Linked DNA regions of Ovis aries: region 1 is linked to region 2. Evidence: chromatin contacts called from public Hi-C data. All regions are on one chromosome and are shown on one strand. The core of a region is the stretch at or near the end of the contact, and the rest is flanking DNA. Distances in the headings are between cores, read along the strand shown.

Evidence for each region. Hi-C and Micro-C count contacts between places; a contact is called where the count stands out from the background.
Region 1: a contact with region 2 is called in a Hi-C map of liver, with 4 times the contacts expected there. The contact joins two enhancer-like sites. A contact is called at or near these places in 3 of 16 Hi-C or Micro-C datasets (liver, retroperitoneal adipose tissue and skin fibroblasts).

The regions. Positions count from the first base shown.
Region 1 is chr17:18,065,412-18,069,187 of ARS-UI_Ramb_v3.0, reverse strand. The region is part of intron 2 of MAML3 (mastermind like transcriptional coactivator 3); the gene reads right to left. Among named protein-coding and RNA genes, the nearest start is that of MGST2, 59 kb to the left of the region's middle. Within about 2 kb of position 1,742, at least 45 of the 54 cell types and tissues checked have an H3K27ac peak or open chromatin away from gene starts, as enhancers often do. A contact at or near this core is called in liver, where this site is marked.
Region 2 is chr17:17,957,112-17,960,772 of ARS-UI_Ramb_v3.0, reverse strand. The region is part of intron 2 of MAML3 (mastermind like transcriptional coactivator 3); the gene reads right to left. Among named protein-coding and RNA genes, the nearest start is that of MGST2, 170 kb to the left of the region's middle. Within about 2 kb of position 1,487, at least 15 of the 54 cell types and tissues checked have an H3K27ac peak or open chromatin away from gene starts, as enhancers often do. A contact at or near this core is called in liver, where this site is marked.

The DNA of each region.
Region 1 (3,776 bases), core at 493-2,992, 110 kb before region 2:
CACTTTTCAAAAGTTCACTTTATGCCACTTAGCTTTTACAGAAGACCTACACTAGTACCTGGTTTTGCTAACCAGGAGACATCTGAAGAGGATTTTAGAGTTTATAGAAAAAGGTGAAAATCTAAAATATCATCAGTGTTCAGTTTTGCAGAGAGTGATTATAGAGACAGCAGGCACCCCCAGCTGTGAGAGTGGCGCCACCAAGCTCCTCCCCCAGGAACTACACTCAGCATCTCAGCATCAAGTCCCCACAGCTTTGAACTCTGTGAGCATCTGTGTTTTATCTCTATTTATTCTGCACACTCTTGGCAAGATGTGTCCCAAGGTGTTTGCTTACTCACTGCAGGCCATTTCGGCTTAGAAAAGATTTCATAGGAATGCTCTACTTTCAGATGGGGCTGGGGGTGGTGCTGTACTTCAAAAGCACAGTGAGAAAAACCCTTCCCAAAGGGAAAGTTTGGTTATTACCTCCCAGGATTCTGTATTTCCCCAAATGATTCCCTCTCAAAGATTTTCCTTTCAGGTTTCTCACTGAAGACCTGAAGACCGGTTTCCCTGCAGCGACCTGAATGGAACCCCGAGAGGCAGGAGGGCTATGTGCATTTTTAAAGGACTCCCTTCCATAAGAAACATCTGTGAGCCTAGGTTGATACACCTCTCCCAACCAGTTCTGCTGCATTCAACAGTGGGTGAGTGACACTAGGGCCCCAGCCTTAGGTGTGCATGCCAAGTGTGAAGCTGCGCCAAGTGACTCACCTTACAAATTGAGCTGGCTGAGGCCATTAGCTGTTTCACATGACATGGTGGCTTTTAACCTCCAGCCTAAGAGTTCTTAATGAGCAATAGTCTGTCGAATTTCAGGATTTCAAGCCACAGCTCTTGTTTCTAAGGAGGACACACACTGTGTGTGCAATTAGAGAAAACCAGGCTGAGCTTTCGTCACCAGAAATGTAATGCCTTGAAGCCAAGTGATGCAGTATTTTTAGTTTTAATTACTAGCTTGTTCTCCACTCCATCCCCTGCTCAACGACCTCCCTTGCCTTCCACCCAGAATCTTAATTCCATCTCTTCCTCTCAAGAAATCCAATTGATTACATAGATCTTCATTATTTCCCAAAGCTCTCACTCTTCAGTAAAATATAGGAGGGGGGGGGGGCATCAAAACCAATGAATCTATTTTACGTATCTTCTCCTCCAGGAAAAAAATCTTAGCAATTTTCTATGGGCTGGAGAGAGAGGTAGGAGGTATAAAAAACACCCTACCTCCCTCCATAAGAGGCCGTTTTCTACTTCAAAAAACAGCTGTGGTAAAAATATCTCTTAAGAGCAGCCAGCTGTTTATTTATAAATCTGTGCACAGGGAAGCTTTATGTCTCTTACAAGAAATGCATAGTGTTCGGGTGAGAAGGGCTGGGGTTGCTGGCGGTGAACCAGAGACTGCCGGCTCCTTGGAAGGGAGGCTGCGGGTGGTGATGGAGACTCGGGTGGGGGCGCCCAGTGGAGAACTGGCTCAGGGCTTCAGCCTTTTTTCAGGTGTTCAGGTGGGGCGGGGGGGAACAAGGAACAGCTGCTGTTCTGTCTCTGCCCCAGCAGATGGTGGTGTCAGCCCGGTCCTCGCTGCCAGCCCGCCCGCTCCGCCCGCGCGGCGTGTCCCCCCACCCCCAGCCTGCAGATGGCTTAATCATGACTCGCCTTTCTCCCCCACCGGTCCCCCCGCCCGGCGCGTCTGGGCTAACGCTGCGAGCGCGGAGCCAGGCAGTCAAGTGTTACTGCGTACAGCAGGTAGCCTGGCAACTGAGAGCATAATACCGAGCAGATGGTGTTCGCACGGCGTGATGGACATCACACACGACAGCCCAAGACAATCCAGGAATTCCCTGGTGACTCGAGGCCCTCTTTACACAAAACGAGTTCTCTCTCCATTGCCGTGTATCTCTGGGGTTATCTACCCCCTCTATCCGACTGACACTGAACTGGTTTCTTATTACCGACTTTGCTTCCAGCCCGAGGGGAGGGAGATTTCAAGTGGGGGTTGGGGGAGGCTATGCAAGGAAACGGAAGGGCCGGGAGTTGGGGGAGGTGATGGGGGAGGTGGCGACCCGAGAGGGGAGGGACAGTGGCGCACCCCAGACCTAGGGGCGGACCATCTGAGAGGGACAGGGTTCCCCCATAACCCAGCCTCAAGAAGCCGGTGCGGGGAGGGCGGCGCTGGGGGCGTGCGAGCCTGGGCTTAGTGGCTTCGCCATCGAAGGGCTTACGAAGAGCCTAAATGAAATTTAGGATTTTACTTAAGAAGCCTCCTGGGGCGTAATTTAGCCTCTCGACTCGAGCCTCTGTGCTTACAAGCCCTTAGGGGACTGAGAAGTCAGGAGTGGAACCCGTGCGCCCTGAAGGGCCGAAGATGCCTCTCCGCGCAGGCGTTCTTAACAAAGAAACCGACCGGGAGGTCCGGGCGCGGGCAGGGGCAGTGCGGGGGGCCGAGGGGACCGGGAGAGCCGCCCAGGGGCCCCCAGGTCCTCGGCCTGAGAGCCGCTACGCAGCGGGTGAGATCGCTGCGCGCTCCCGGGCGCATTTCGCCACCCTCTTCCTCGCCGAGCGTCATTGGGAAGGAAGCGGGTTCTGGAGGAAATGGGGGGAGACAGGAGGATTGTTCACGGTAGGGAAAAGTAAAATTAATATAGAAACAAAAAGCATGTCTCAGAAAACAAATCTGTGCTTTTCACACACACACTTAAGCGGGTCAAGTAATTAAAAAAAAAAAAAAAGCCCAAATGGAATTTTGTCTAGATTTTATACGTCACGCCGCTTCTGTGTCCAACCTATCACCACTCTCAGGGGGGGGGGGTGCTTTCTCCTGTAAAGGTACTGGTCAAGTTTTAAGTTTCAGGAAGAGAGAGTCTTTTCAAAGGTGGAAGCTGACTTTTCACGCAGAATACCACACTTGCTGGGAAGGAGTTCAGCAGTTTCGTGTCAGAATCCGACACCCACTGCGGAGCTGGGTGGACTCCCCGGGGCTCAGGGTGGTGAGCTGGCATTCTCAGGCTCAGGAGGCCACCTGACTGCTTGGTCTCTACCCGCACCTCCTCAAATGGAAATCATATCCAGTAGGAATCCTCCCTCGACAAAGGAAACTCTGGGGATGAATGAGCTATAGAGAGAAAATGGCTAAGAAGGTGCTAAAACCTCTTACACTTTCAGTGTAGGGTGGGCTGTTGGGGAACCATGATGGGCTAAACCAGGGGTTCTCAAAGTGTGGGTCTAGGACCAGCATCATTAGCATAACCTGGGAGCTCGTTAGAAATGCAAATTTTCAGACTCTACTCCAGGTCTCCAGAACAAGAGTCTCTGGGTGCAATTTAACATGCCCCAGGATAACCACAGAGCTTCCCTGGTGGCCCAGATGTTGTTAAATAATCCACCTGCAATGCAGGATACCTGAGTTTGATCCCTGGGTCAGGAAGATCCCCCAGAGAAGGGAATGAATACCCACTCCTACATTCTTGCCTGGAGAATCCCATGGACAGAGGAGCCTGGCCAGCTACAATCCACGGGGTTGCAGAGTCAGACACAACTGAGCGACTGAAAACACACTCCCGTCACCACGATGCCCCATATTTTGAGACTCACTGGGGCAAATAATCCTGGTGTATGAGCACTGACTGCAACCTAGGGTATCAGCACTGTCTGTGCCCTGATTAGATGACAAACCCTGTACTTTCCAAAGCAAGTCAGAGTGCTGAGCTACTTAGGTTTCTATTGCAAATTCTTCTGCAGTT
Region 2 (3,661 bases), core at 238-2,737:
AGTCGGCATCCAAAGTTCATTGCTGTCCACTGTCACAGAAATCAGACCCTATAAGAACAAGAGGTCAAGGGCTTCAGCACTCCTGGGACACTTGCTTTACTGGGATGGAGACCAAGAATCAATTGCTTTTGACACATTACCCACATTTTTTCAAATATAAACCAGGATGAACTAGTTCATCTTCTGCTACCTGGTATCCCATCCTGGCCAACAGCCCTTATTCCTGTTTTAAAAAAGGAGGGTACTTCTGTTGACATGCCTTTTACACCTCCCTCAAGAGGAACAGCGTTTGGGAGCAGAGATGCAGTGCGTGTGTACACCCAGCGTGCGTTTCCTCATTCCCACCCTACATTGTTTGTTGAAATAAATATGGAAATAAGGCTGAGCAAGACAGCCAAGCCAGCCAAACTGAAATAAATTCATCACTCATGGGCTCTCAAGGGAAGGAAACTGTGCATTTTTTTCTAAATGATTATTTCTGAAGCACTGAAGGAATGGCTATATCGCTAATGAGGCCTGTACACCATGACTGCTGATTATAAATGACCCGCAAAGAGACAGGAGACGGTGGAGAGTAAGGGGAGGGGCAGGGGGGAGCTGCGGGTAGGGGCTGCTGCCCTTGGGGGCAGGGGGTGGACACAGTACCCAAAGTCAACTCCCCCTGCTTTTGTGACCCAACACCAAGTCCCCCAGCAGAGCTCAGGACTTACTCTGAGTCAATACAGGTGAACAGGAAGGTATCTAAAGCTCCCCCCACCCCGACCAAATATGGAAAGGCATCTTGTGTAAAAGTTCTTATGCCACCATGAACACCTCTCTGCTCCTGTGGATGCACGTCCTTGGCAGCATCCCAGGACTTGAGATGCAAATGGCAATGACATGCAAACCATGCTGAGCCATTAAATGGCGCCAAGAGCCCTGGGATCCTGCCTTAGTGACTGTGTACTAGGCATATGGGAAAGGAAGGTGCAGATATAAATACAGTTCACGGGATGGGATCACTCCCCAGGGCAGCTGGTGCGTTCTGAACGGACTGACGGTGGACTTGCAGACTGGATATCAAGATGCTTAAACAGAGAAAGCCATGACACATCCTGATACCACCCCTCAGAACCTCAGGACTCAGGGGCATTATGACATCGTATGACGCACTTTAGGAAAACGCCCAGATGTCTCCTGGCGAGACCTAAGAATCATTCAGACAGAAGAATCCACTGTGCAGTGTTAGCAGCAGCAGCTAGAAGAAAAGGCCTGGCAAGGAATATTCTTGACAAATGTGGTGAGCCAGCCTCTGAGGGCCAGGGCAGAATGGTACGGCAGTTGCTTTTTTAAATGGGTGTATTATTTAACCCCAGGAAATGCATTAATTATCCTTACATCCTTCCGGAAAGGTGGAGGTAGAAAGGCACTTCTGCTGCCTGTCAAACAAAGAAGCTGTGACAGGGCATTAGATCTGTTTGCTCCGTGCAGTAACGCCAGAGGTCCCTGAACTCACAGAGGGCAGTTGCTCTGGTCTGCCTGCCCTTTGCAGGCAGCACGGTCTCACACAACACTCTGACGGCACTGCGAAGCGGCGTCTCGTGGGTCATGCTGCAACCTCCTGCGCGTGACCTGGATGAGAGTTATGTGGGGCGAGAGCGAAGGCCTGCTCTTCAGCTCGTGATGCAACGGGCACTCTAGCTATTCTAGGTCATCAGCAACTTGTCTGCTCACAGGGATTGCAAAATAAACCAAGGATTCTAGAACACACCCCCCCATTTCCTGTATGTTCAAAGGAATAACAAGACTAGGCGCAAAAAAATTGGTGGCTTCAGGGATTACAAAGGCAGTCTGGTCCCCAAATTTGTCCAGGGGATGTTCATAAAACTGAGAGGAAAAAGGAGGGGACAGAGGATGAAGGATAAAGTTCCGCTCCATTTACCACTGCTTTTCAGCCTTGTTTGTTGTGGCAAGAAAGACACGTGCATCTTACTCCCTCTCTGCAGTTCTCCTGGGCAACAAAAAGCCGCGCGCGTGGTTAGCAAAGAGAAAAGCAACAGCGTCCCTTTCCTTCATCACTGGGGGGTGGATGTCAGTCCCAGACCTTTCTTTCTCTCTCCTCTTCTCCGTGGCTGCTCGGGGAATAAACAGGGGTTCTCAAACAGTCAGAACAAAGAATGAAAAGTCACCCATTCCAAGACATAGTCTCCCAGCTTTGCTGCTCCCTACAGAGGAGCAAAGAGAGTCCTTACTGCAGGCTGCCTCTCTGTGGGCGCTGACGCTCGCTAATGAATCTGACCCCCGGCTGCAGCTCTAAAAGGGTGCGGCAGTGTGTCAATGTAAACAGCTAAACCTAGTGTCATGTCAAGTGGTAACAAGGCCACCGTGGGTTTTTTACAAGTGCTGTGCACTTAGCAGATAAAAATGAGCATGCTATCGCCGGCCTCCACAAGTCACACTTATCAACGGTGAGAAGAAACAATGCTTTGTTTGATAGCGGTTGCTTGGTGCCAGGAATAGGAAGTCAAATTTCTTACGGGGACCCATTAGCATGATGAAAGGGCGAGTAACAGCTGCATTCACAGACTCTTTTTGCATGTGTCCACGGTAAGCAGTCCGTGCGGGGCTCCTGATGTTCCCTTCAATAAGGAGAACTAATTACCCTCCACAATGCCACCTGGTCTTGAGACAACCAATGTCAGGAAAGGGCTCTGACAAACACATTTATTTGTCCAGGACTAAGTCCAGGGCCAGCAACCTCCATTCTTCCTGGTATCACAGTGGAGCCAGAGGCACACAAGATCAATAAAAGGTCCCGGGTTCACTGCAGGCTGGGGGCAGTACCTGCAGACAAGGAGTCCCCAGGGAGGCTGGGGGAATTCCAACCTCGGCAGCCAGGACGCAGGCACGCTCAGCAGGTGTAGCCCTGCCCGTGTGCTGGGTCTGGACTCGGGGCAAAGTTCTCCTTTAAGAAAGCCGAGAGGTTTGAAAGATGTCAAATAAGGAAGGGGAGCTGAAAAGAAGAGAGGGCTCATTTCCCGATGCTCAGGTAGTTGCTTTACAATAGAAGAACTGTAAACAGATAAACATATGTTGACATGGTCACCCCTCATTTCATATACAAGGAAACTAAAGGACAGATGAGGTCAGTGACTGTGTCATGCGTCCAAAAAAAGGAAGAGAACTGGCGTTTACTGAGCACCCACTATGTGTCAGTTATTTTCAGATATATTTTCTAGTTGAGTCACTTCCACCATCCTAGGCGGTGGGACTTTGAGACACACTCACACAGGGACCTGCAGACACACACCTACCCCTGAGGAAACTGAGGCTGAAGGAGATGAATCATCTTGCTCAAAATCACTCGCCTAGTCTTGAGAGTTCCTTGGACAGCAAGGAGATCAAAACCAGTCCATCCTAAAGGAAATCAACCCTGATATTCATTGGAAGGACTGATGCTGAAGTTGAAGTTCCAATACTTTGGCCACCTGATGTGAAGAGCCAAATCACTGGAAAAGAACCTGCTGCTAGGAAAGGCTGAAGGCAGGAGAAGGGGATGACAGAGGATGAGATGGTTGGATGGCATCACCGACTCAATGGACATGAGTTTGAGCAAGCTCCAGGAGATGGTGAAGGACAGGGAAGCCTGGCATGCTGCAGTCCATGGGGTCACCAACAGTCA